Linked DNA regions of Mus musculus: all the other regions are linked to region 2. The links are chromatin contacts, called in public Hi-C and promoter capture Hi-C maps. All regions are on one chromosome and are shown on one strand. Each heading gives the region's core, a stretch centred on a gene start, on an enhancer-like site or on the middle of the called end of the contact. The rest is flanking DNA. Distances are from core to core; before and after follow the strand shown. Region 1 has its middle 9.0 kb from the start of Gm40981. Region 2 overlaps Aopep (aminopeptidase O). Region 3 has its middle 3.9 kb from the start of Mir3074-1.

What was found. A called contact is a pair of places that touch in the nucleus more often than the background predicts. Capture Hi-C pulls out chosen DNA fragments and counts their contacts.
Region 1: a Hi-C map of embryonic fibroblasts shows a contact between it and region 2, with 2.8 times the contacts expected there. The contact joins two enhancer-like sites. A contact is called at or near these places in 1 of 39 promoter capture datasets (hippocampal neurons), 2 of 15 datasets of contacts at CTCF or cohesin (large pre-B cells and pro-B cells), 9 of 484 Hi-C or Micro-C datasets (the HPC-7 cell line, the N1E-115 cell line, adipose-derived mesenchymal stem cells and 5 more) and 2 of 115 datasets of contacts at active chromatin or transcription factors (double positive thymocytes and large pre-B cells).
Region 3: a promoter capture Hi-C map of adipose tissue shows a contact between it and region 2. The contact joins two enhancer-like sites. A contact is called at or near these places in 4 of 39 promoter capture datasets (the C10 cell line, cranial neural crest, hematopoietic stem and progenitor cells and 1 more), 1 of 484 Hi-C or Micro-C datasets (embryonic stem cells), 3 of 115 datasets of contacts at active chromatin or transcription factors (embryonic stem cells and heart atrium) and 3 of 9 other capture datasets (adipose tissue, liver and pancreatic islet).

What each region holds. Positions count from the first base shown.
Region 1 is chr13:62,925,294-62,928,296 of GRCm38.p6, reverse strand. No RefSeq gene overlaps it. Among named protein-coding and RNA genes, the nearest start is that of Gm40981, 9.0 kb to the right of the region's middle. Within about 2 kb of position 1,621, at least 19 of the 459 cell types and tissues checked have an H3K27ac peak or open chromatin away from gene starts, as enhancers often do.
Region 2 is chr13:63,149,297-63,152,761 of GRCm38.p6, reverse strand. All of the region lies in intron 5 of Aopep (aminopeptidase O), which reads right to left. Among named protein-coding and RNA genes, the nearest start is that of Gm30409, 19 kb to the right of the region's middle. Within about 2 kb of position 1,496, at least 37 of the 459 cell types and tissues checked have an H3K27ac peak or open chromatin away from gene starts, as enhancers often do. A contact at or near this core is called in adipose tissue, where this site is marked.
Region 3 is chr13:63,303,490-63,306,794 of GRCm38.p6, reverse strand. It overlaps a transcript of Aopep not described here and a transcript of Fancc not described here. Among named protein-coding and RNA genes, the nearest start is that of Mir3074-1, 3.9 kb to the right of the region's middle. Within about 2 kb of position 1,589, at least 90 of the 459 cell types and tissues checked have an H3K27ac peak or open chromatin away from gene starts, as enhancers often do. A contact at or near this core is called in adipose tissue, where this site is marked.

The DNA of each region.
Region 1 (3,003 bases), core at 372-2,871, 220 kb after region 2:
AGCTTCTAGAATTCTGAGCTAAATAAACCTTATTCTTCATAAGTCATCTGATCTTAGGTATCTTGTAGTATTGACCAAGGCATTCAGCGAGCAAGAAATGAGCCCACTCTACAAGTACATATTATATCAGGAATAGCTGAATACTACAGAGAAATGAATATTGGCAAGGGGTTGAAATCCCAGGGATATCCCAGACACAACCATGTCCTGTAGTTTTCTGAGTCAGGGGCCTGGCCTTTACTGAGCTTTTCTTTAGGCTTTAAAGGTATCCTATAGACTATGTTGATATCATTATTCATTTCCACTAGGGAAGATCATTGGGGGAAACTGGCATCATAGTCAGAAAATGCTGGGGCTGGAGAGATAGCTTTGCTGCTCTCACAGAGGACCCAAGTTCAGTCCCCAACACCCACATGAGGTGCACAACTGCCAGTAACTCCATGTCCAAGGAATCAAATCTCTGGCCTTCCAGGCATTCCCATTCACACACACATACCCACACAGAGACACATTCATACACACAATTAAAAAGAAACTACTGTCTCTGCTGGAAATGACATGATTAGTATGATGACATCATCTATGACAACACCCAGGAGAGGAAGACTAGGACAGCATTTCCCAACAACAACACTCCTAAATTTTGTGTCCCAAGTACCAACTTGTCCTGACATAGCTCCATTAAGCAACTCTCTGAGGTCCTTATCGATCACAGTGACAGTAGCACTGGGAGTAGGTTTCAACTGCAGATTTTCTGCCCCACCCTTGACTTACTGAACCAGAAACCCCAGGGCAGACCTTACCAAGCCACATTTTAACAGGCACAGTGGGTAACTATAATCCAATGGTGCTTAAGAGTCACTCACACCTAGACTACACTTATGGAAACAGTATTTCTGAAGTACAACTTCTACTTTGTAGTTTTTTAAGTCACTTTCTCTCCTGAGCTGTGCTACATACAACATTGCGAATCAAGGTGACATGCTATACATACAAAACAAAGCAAACAACAAAGCTAAAACAAATGAAGATTCTTGCGGTTAGAGAGTTAAGGGAACCTGAGGCTCATGGAGCCAGTGAGCACTGAAGAAATAGATTGTGGTGCATAGTGAGTGTATCTGTGACCTTAGCATTCTGAAGACAGAGGCCAAGAGGATCATGAACTTGAAGGGATTAAAAAGAGCCCATGTGCCATTTCTTCCATCCTTCTGTGATCTCTCTATTTTGGTCCTCACTATTGTTCATAAATCTAAATAATACTGACACTAAGAGGTTTCTGCCTGGAACTCTTAGACCAACAGAAGACAGGATAGCGAGGTGATATTGACATGTTGAAATCGCTAACAAACATCTCCAAGGTCTGAGCCATAGCTTTCTTTAAATGAAGGTTAGCATTTTAATTCAAGGCTTTCCTCTTTAACAAGAATAAAAGACCACACAAGGTTGGAAAACAATCACCTCACATGCTCGCTCTCTCTCTCTCTCTCTCTCTCTCTCTCTCTCTCTCTCTCTCTCTCATGATCTGGCTGCTGTTTCCAGTGCTGTGTAGAAAGGCCCAGGTTTGCTGGTTGTACCAGAGGAGTCACTGGCTTGTAATTCAGGGGTTTTGTGTGGATTGGTGGTTTCATGACCCATACTGCCACCTCCTGGGGATTTCTCCATGGCCAGCTGTGTCATTAGCCTCAGGGTTCCAAACCAAAGAGCATAGGTTATGGTCTCCACCTGCTCTGTTTTCAAGGAGCTAAAATCAGGATGATGGTGACCATTTAAAGAGTCATATGCAGAAAATTAAAAACATTCTTACTGCACACCAACCAAGAGAGAAAACGCATAAGGGATTACTATTTTCTTGTTTTAAGATAGAATCTCAAGAAGTGCGAAGCTGACCTTGAACTCACTATGTAGCTGAGAATGACATTGAACATCTAGTCAGCTGTCTCCATTTCTCCAATACTAGCATTGCATGCACCATCGTGCTATGTTTGTGAGGTTTTGGAAATCAAACCCAGGGCTTTGGGTATATTAGGCAAGTCTTTTACCAGCTGAGCCATGTTTCCAGCCTCTCTTTTGAAACAGAATTTAATAGGATGGATGTCAAAAATAATGGGAGAAAACGTAAACATTCATAGTTTATAGTGACTGGTCCTGGAACACAGGGCTGTGAGCATTTGGTAAGTTCCATTTGTTTTCCAAAATTCCTAGAATAACCTGGTTTTAGGACACATTCCTTGGGATCATGGAGTGGGTAGCTTAGAGTGACAGAAATTCACTGATGGTTCTGGAGTCTGAAATCAAATTGTCCAAAAAGTCATGTTCTCTGAAGACTAAGGAGAATCTGTTTTTTGTCTAGTCTATGGGTGACCAACAATCTTAGTCGCTGTAATTGTTGCATTTCCCTCCATCAGGTGGTGTCTCTGTGTATCAGTGGCTCCTCCAAAGACACTGTCTCTTGAGCTAGGGGCTATCTCACTGCAGAATGCAGTGGCACATTTATGAAGATTGTTTCCAAATGACATCTCAATCTGAGGCTCTGGGTAGGATGTGGCTTTGGCGGACCCCTGTAAACTACACATGCTTTCGGTTCAAATCCTGTTTAAGCTACTAAATGCTTTAACCTTGAGCTAGTAATTGGTTGTTTGTGGATGGAATGTGTGTTGTCTTCTGCAGTGAAGAGTGAGATACCAACTGCATAGGCTTTGGGTGAGGATAAGTGTGAGCTCTTGGTGTGTACCTGTCAGAGAGGTGAGTGCTCAGATCTAGGCACATAGTGTGTCCGATCTAGTTACCTAGTGTGTCCGATCTAGGTGCCTAGTGTGTTCGCCTTCAGCCTCATAGAAAAATCCTTAAATTTAAAGAAAGGAGGACATAGGTCAAAGAGAATGTTGGGGTGTGCAATTTCTACCTGACTGTCTTTTGCTTTTTGGCTTCTATCAAGCACCTAGTTAAAACATTTTTTTTTTTTTTTACTTAGTTCTGAGACACATGGTCATCGTTAACTGGTTG
Region 2 (3,465 bases), core at 247-2,746:
TCCATAAGTTGCCTGCCCAGCAATGCCCATAAGTGCACTTACCATCAGTTCCTGTCCCTGGAGTCAGACCCTTCAGTCCCTCTTTGTTGACTGTGGTCTAATGTAAGGAATGTATCTGTCACCTCAAAGGCCACAAAGGATGGCCTAGAAATGCTGGCCATTCTTACCCCCTCTACCTCTGTGACTACTCAACAGGGAACGGCCACTTTCCATCTTCCTCATCTGTGATGCACTGTAGCAGATGAGTCTTAAAAGTGTGTGGGGGAGATGATCAGGTTTTTTTTTTCCTTTTCTTTTTTTAATATTTATTTATTGATTGATATACATCCCAAATGCTGCCCCCTCCAAACCCCTCTCTCAGAATCCTTCCCCCATATCCCATCCCCTTCTTCTCTGAGAGAGTGGGGTCCCCTGAGCTCCCCCTCCCAACATCAAGTCTCTGCTAGATTAGGCAGATTTTGTCTCATTGAGGCCAGACAAGGCAGCCCTGTTGGGGAAGGGATACCACAGTAAGGCTACAGCTTTAGGGAGAGCCCCTGCTCCAGTTGTTGGGGGGATCACATGGAGACTGAACTGCACACCTCCTACATATGTGTCATGTGTCCAGGGTCTCCTTCTAGCCTGTGAAACTACCCTTAACATAGTTCTCAACAGCTTGAGAGAAAATTGTTACATCCAACGAGTGTTTCAGGAAACATAGGTTTAGCAGAAAAGGCTATTGTTATTGCTAGTTGCTGCCCCACCCTCCTCTCTGTGTGTGTGTGTGTGTGTGTGTGTGTGTGTGTGTGATGGTACAAGTGTGAAGGTCAGAAGACAATGTATCAGCTTACAGAGTCAGGTCCTCTCCTTCCAGCAAGTGACTTTACCTGCTGTAACTCACCAGCCCAGTACATTTAATTATTCATTTATCTGGATGCATATTGGCTCAAATGGCCACTATGACAATGGCAGAGGAACTGAGGACTGCCCCCGAGCTCCAAGCTTTACCGTTTATCAATACAGTGTGCATGTGTGGAAGTCAGAGAGAAACGCTGGGTGTTCCTTAGGAGCTGTCCACCTCATACTTGGAGACAGTCTCTTTCATTACCTGAGACTCACTAACTGGTTCTCTAGGCTCCAGGGATCCTCCTGCCTCTGCCCCCTGAGCACTGGGGTTACTCACATGGCTCTCCTGCTGCGTTTTCATGTGGTGATCAAACCAAGCGCTACTTGAGCAGCAGTTTCCTCAGCCCAGCATGGCTTCCTGCTCCCCTTTCCTAAGGACACACCCTGCTGGCACACTAAGGACACACCTCACACTGAGCTCCTCCTACACTCGCTCTACCCTAACCGTAGAAAAGGTGGTTATTGCCTCAATTTACAGATGTTGAAGGTAAAGTGCACAGAGTTCTGCTCTCCAGGTTGGCAAGCAAGGTCACTAGCTCTCAGTGAGCAGGCGATGCAGCCCAACCCAGTACTGACTGAAGCTCATTCTGGTCTACTCTGCCAGACTCCCTGGGCTTAGCTGTAGCTGCTAGGCTCCTGGCTTTTCTGTGCAGCTCAAGCCCCTGGTATGATGACCTCAGGTTTCTCAGTGTTTTATCAGCAGAGTCATGGAAATAAAAACACCATCCGTGCCTTAGGATCTTTGTCCCCTGTGACTACATCACAGCCAGAACTGGCCCGATAAAACAGGCCTTTGGATCAGCAATGCTTTAGTGTCTTCCCGGGAAGAAGGGAAGAAGAGAGGGAGAGATACTACTCTACAACTATGCCCTGTGTTCTCCTTAGAGAAACAGGTGAGGCCAGCTTCTGGTACATGGCTCCAAAGGCCCTGGAAGGGCCACACACCTATTTTAACTACAGATGGATATTTGTGGGGGTGGGGCAGAGTGGAACAATCATAAACTAAATGTGCTAAAGAAGTCAAGATAGCAAAATGAGGGTAAATGGAGGACCAGGGATAAGGAAATGAAGGAGGGAGGAAGTAGATAACACAAAATTAAACAGAAAAACAAAACCGAAAACCAAGGATATGGAGGAGGAGAAAGGGGAGGAGATGGTAGGCAGGCAACAAGAACCGAGAGCAGGGGCAAGTCTCCTAAGCTGCAAGAAGCAGCAGGAGACTTTAGAAGTAGCAGAGGCAAACTGGGAAGCAGACATTGGAGGGAAGAACACACTGTATGTTAAACAGAGTAAGCCAGTCAGGCATGGTGGCTGGGGTGGTAGCAGTCAGTTTATCCCAGTTAGCTTCTCCTTGCTGTGATAACACACTGGTCAAAACTGACTTGCTAAGAAGGGGTTTTATTTCATTTATCTCATACTTCTATGTCAGGAGGCAGGAACCTGAACGTGGGAACTGAAGCAGAGACTATAGAAAAAATGTTGCTTACAGGCTTGCTTGACTGATCTTTCAAGCAGCCCAGGTTGAGTCCTCCTCTACAATTAGTGGTCGAGAAAATGCCCCACAAACCAGCCTGCAGGCCACTCTGATGAAGGCAGTTCTTCAGATGAGAGTCCCTTCTCCCAGGTGGATCTAAGCTTGTGTGAAGTTGGCAAAACTAAGTAGCACACAACTTGACTGGTTTTGTTCTCTACAGAATCCTGACTAACATAGTGCTACACACCTTGAATACCAGCACTTAAGATGCGGTAGCAGAAGGATCATCTCAAGGTTCAAGGTTATACTGGGCTATACTGAAACTGTCAAAAAAGACAACAACAACAACAAATTCAAATTAAACCTATCTAAACAAACAAACAACAACAACAACAACAAAAACAAAAACAAAAACATTAGGCCAAGGTTATCGGCTCTCCAAGCTCATAGTCCCAGGTTTGACACTTAAGTTGTCTAAATGGCCCACACCTAGGTCCCACTAGGGATTGTGGTCAGTGCTTGTGGGAGACAGGGTCAGGCTCTAAAGCAGATGCACTGGTGACAGGAGAGAGGCTTCCTAGTGAGTCTGGGAAAGAAATGAGTCTTTGGGGATGAGACAGTGTTGTCATTTCGTTGTTGGGCTCAGTGTTGCTGAGAATAAGTAGCTGCCAACACCAGTGCCAAGACCACCTCACCTGGCTTTGGAAGGCCGTGTCCAACAGCAAACCAGCAGCTTCTCAGGTGCTGAAGGGATTGGTGAGTGGCAGGCACTTTATGTCTGTCCCACCAAACAGTACTACATATACACACAGAGACTATGGCCTAGACTTTACCTCTCAAGCAACCACCCATGCAGAGTTAAGACTCCACTATGGGGGGCTGGATACACCTTGCTGAGACTGTCTTTCCTTAAGAAGCAGACAAGGGTGTCTTTGCTCTTCTGAAAGTTCAATGAAACTGCATTTGGGTATTTTGTGTTTAAATGCTAAAGAATTAAGGCAGGAAAAATCAGTATTTGATTGAGTTTCCCAACTTCTTAAAGAACATGAGCTGCTAGTGGTTTCTGGATTCTCAAAGATGAAAGCAGATATATATTTCTCTTTCTT
Region 3 (3,305 bases), core at 340-2,839, 150 kb before region 2:
GACCTCAAGGCTTGCTGAGACCTCCACCTCTGTACCTGTTTCTTCCTGGTCATAGTATAATAGGTAAAAATTACAACTGCAATTTTTTACCATTAAACCATTATTGCACTTTATAACTCAACATAAACCTCACAGCTATCTCCATTCTTCATAGGCCACAGAGCCTCCAGCACCTTCAACACTGCAGTGTGAAGGTGAGGAGTGAGGTAAGGCTGTGTTAGGCTCAGGCGGCTCGGCTCCCCGCAGCTTTTCAAGCCTCAAGTTCCACCTGGTTTAGAAGGCCACACTTCTCCTATAGGTTAATCCATCGGACAGTGGGCAGCAAGGGAGGACCTGCTGGAGTAGACAAGAACTTCCTAGAACTTGGGACTCTTGAGTGCTACAGCTGGGTACCAGGCTCTAAAGGTGTGTGTGTGTGTGTGTAAGAAATTATAGGCAAAATGACAAAGGTGGCTTAAGAAATGAGAAGCCGCAGGGCACACACCTACTCTGTATCCAGACATTCTGTATCCAGACATAGCCACAATAAGCTATGTAGCCAGGACAGAACACAGTCTGGTGGATCGCTTTCCTGGAATGCCATGGAATGGACAGCCGGTTAGGGCCTGCCCCGTCCATGTTCCTGGTCCACCCTGCCAGTGCCTAGGTAAGGTCATTATACAGACAAGAGACAGTGGTGGACCCAGGACAGATGGGAGAGGTCCCATACTCATTCCTGTTCTGTCCTCGGGGACTCATAAGCCAGCCCAAGCCTGTTTCACTGAATTGGCCAGATTTGATTTTACAAGCCAGCTGAAGAGAAAGGGCATTGTATCTCCAACCCAAGCTTGCACACACGTCCTGTCATGCCAGGTTTCTGGGGCCATCGCCAGCTGCTGAGGCCACATTCTGGTGACTGTACCTCTTGTTTCCTATGCTTCTCCGAGAACACGGACATGGACACTCCCAGCGGGATCAACCACCAAGGCAGGGCTTCTTTCTGGCCAGTCTTCCCACTGGGGCTACACATGCCAACACCAAGAGCCGGTCTCCTCAGCAGCCCACCCCATCCTGGGAAACTTCCTCCGCTTGCCCCAGTCTCCTCCCTGTCTCACACTGTCTGGTCATTGGTCTGAAGAGAACTGCCTTATTGGTTCATCAATCTCTCCGACAGCATCAATGGGTGGGAAGGGGGCCATAAAACCGTCCCCTGAATAGCCGGATGGCTGCTCCTCCCTCCCACCTCGTAAACCCCACAGACCAGCCAAGGGGCCCCCGAATTCACTGTGGCTAGGGTGAGTTCACCCCCCTCACTGAGACTACTCCCTGAAACCTTTCTTGGGAGGTCCAGGCACTCCCCACCCACGCCAGCCCTGGGAGTCTCAGAGATGTGATGAGGCTAGGCCACTCCCTAGGGAGAGAGTGTTCCAAGGGGCTGAATAACCACTGAGCTTTTGGAAACAATGTTAAGCCGCAGCAAGGTGTCTACATACTGTGGGAATGGGTATGGCAGCCCAGCCACTCAGGGAGCAGGCCAGCTAAGGCCACAGGCCCAGCACCCAGGACTACTTGGCAGGTGTAGCTGGGGCGGGGTGTTCTCCTTTCCCTTACCAGGCCAGTGCTGTTCCTGTACTGGCTGGCTCCGTCTCTGTATAAGCCTGGTGGGGACCAGCAGGACTGAAGCAAGCAGCTCTGCATGTGAACCCTTCAGATCCCATCCTCTAAGTACTGCTTTCTGTTGCTTCCTGGGCCATAGCTGCTTTGGAGAGTTGGGGCAAAGGTGATGCTGTGGATAACAGAGATCCCTGTGTGTGTGGCATCCCCTGCTAGCTGGCCGCTCACTGGGCTTGTGTAGCCATGTCCTGCTAAGCCACGGTCAGGAGAAAAACCTGGTAGGAACTTGGCACTGGCCTGGAGTGGACCCTGAAAAACCCTCTGCGTTTGGTAAGGACTGCTTACTTTGGGATATCTGCCATTTCTGGTTTCTACCCTGGGGACATTCTATGACATTTCTGCTCACCACAAGCAAGAATACCTTGCTATAGTATCAATTATTTCATTCTTTTGATGTGAAATTCGTTTGAATAAATAAATACATAAATGCTTTAAAATCCTCCAGTACTATTGGAATAGCTGAGTCAGAGCGCCCAGAGTCCTTTCTGGGACTTTCTCAACCCCACCCTTCCCTTCTTCCTGCCTGGGTCCAGCCAGAATTCCCAGTACCTCTCCCTTGGCTTCTGTCCAAAGGCTCACAAACAAGGTGGTGAGCTCCCAGCCAGCCAACCTCTGCCCCTTCCTGGGGTTCAACTCTCTTCTACAAATCCGAGTGTGGATGGCTCCCTTCCTAGGCCAGGTTCAGGATCTATGTAGAGGGACAAAACAGTGGGTTCAGGATCTATGCAGAAGGATAGCCCACAGTGGGGGCACTGATGTTTCCTCCTGTGCAGGGAACCATGGCCCAGGGGTCAACATCAGATGATCTAGATGCACCCCCTTCCTGTAGCCCTGGCCTCACTCCGGTTGAGGCCTGCTCTAATCCTTGTCGGAAGCATCCCAGATAACACGGAGGGGTGTGTCTCCTCTGGAGAAGAGATGGAGTAACTCTAGGCTGTCTTGGTTGGAAGGAGGCCATTTCTGGTGGGATCAGTGAGAACAGGCTGGCCCAGCCCTGGCCTGTTGTTCTCAAGTGATGGACATCTGCTTAGCAATGACGATGACAGTATTCAGTGGCAGGGTTAAGAGGCTGGTGTTTCTGCTATCCCACTCACCTCTTGGCAGTTATCTCACACGGATCCTCCTGTCCCGGCCCCTCTACCTACTGGAGGCATGGGCCTGGTGGTAGAGCACTTTGCTCCCATTGGGTTTCTCTCACCCTTCAGCTTCCTCCAGGAATGAAGTGAGGCTAGAAAACGGCATGGAAATAGTGCTGGCAACAAGTGTGCCTGACCACCAAGGACAGTCTCAGTCTCTCCAGGGACAGAGGAGCAGACTCAGGTTCAGGCTTCCAGGCTTTCAACACAGGCTCAGTCTCACATCTGAGTGGTGGGAGGGAGAGTTCCTTAGAGGGGTTCCAAGCCCCTGCCTAAGGCTTGGACACCAAAGCTCTGAAGACCAAGCACTACAGAGTGGTCTACAGCAAACACTGACCCAGGGATCCAGCTTCTTGCTCTGCCCACTTGTGGTTTGGAGCAGGAGCCTGGGTGATGATCCACATCCTTCCTCCGCCAACAGTTCACTCATCACCTGAACCATATGCTATAGAGCAAACTCCTCCCTGGGTGAGACAGCTCAGAGGAGGAGGTCAAGCCTCCCTAGACATCCATTCT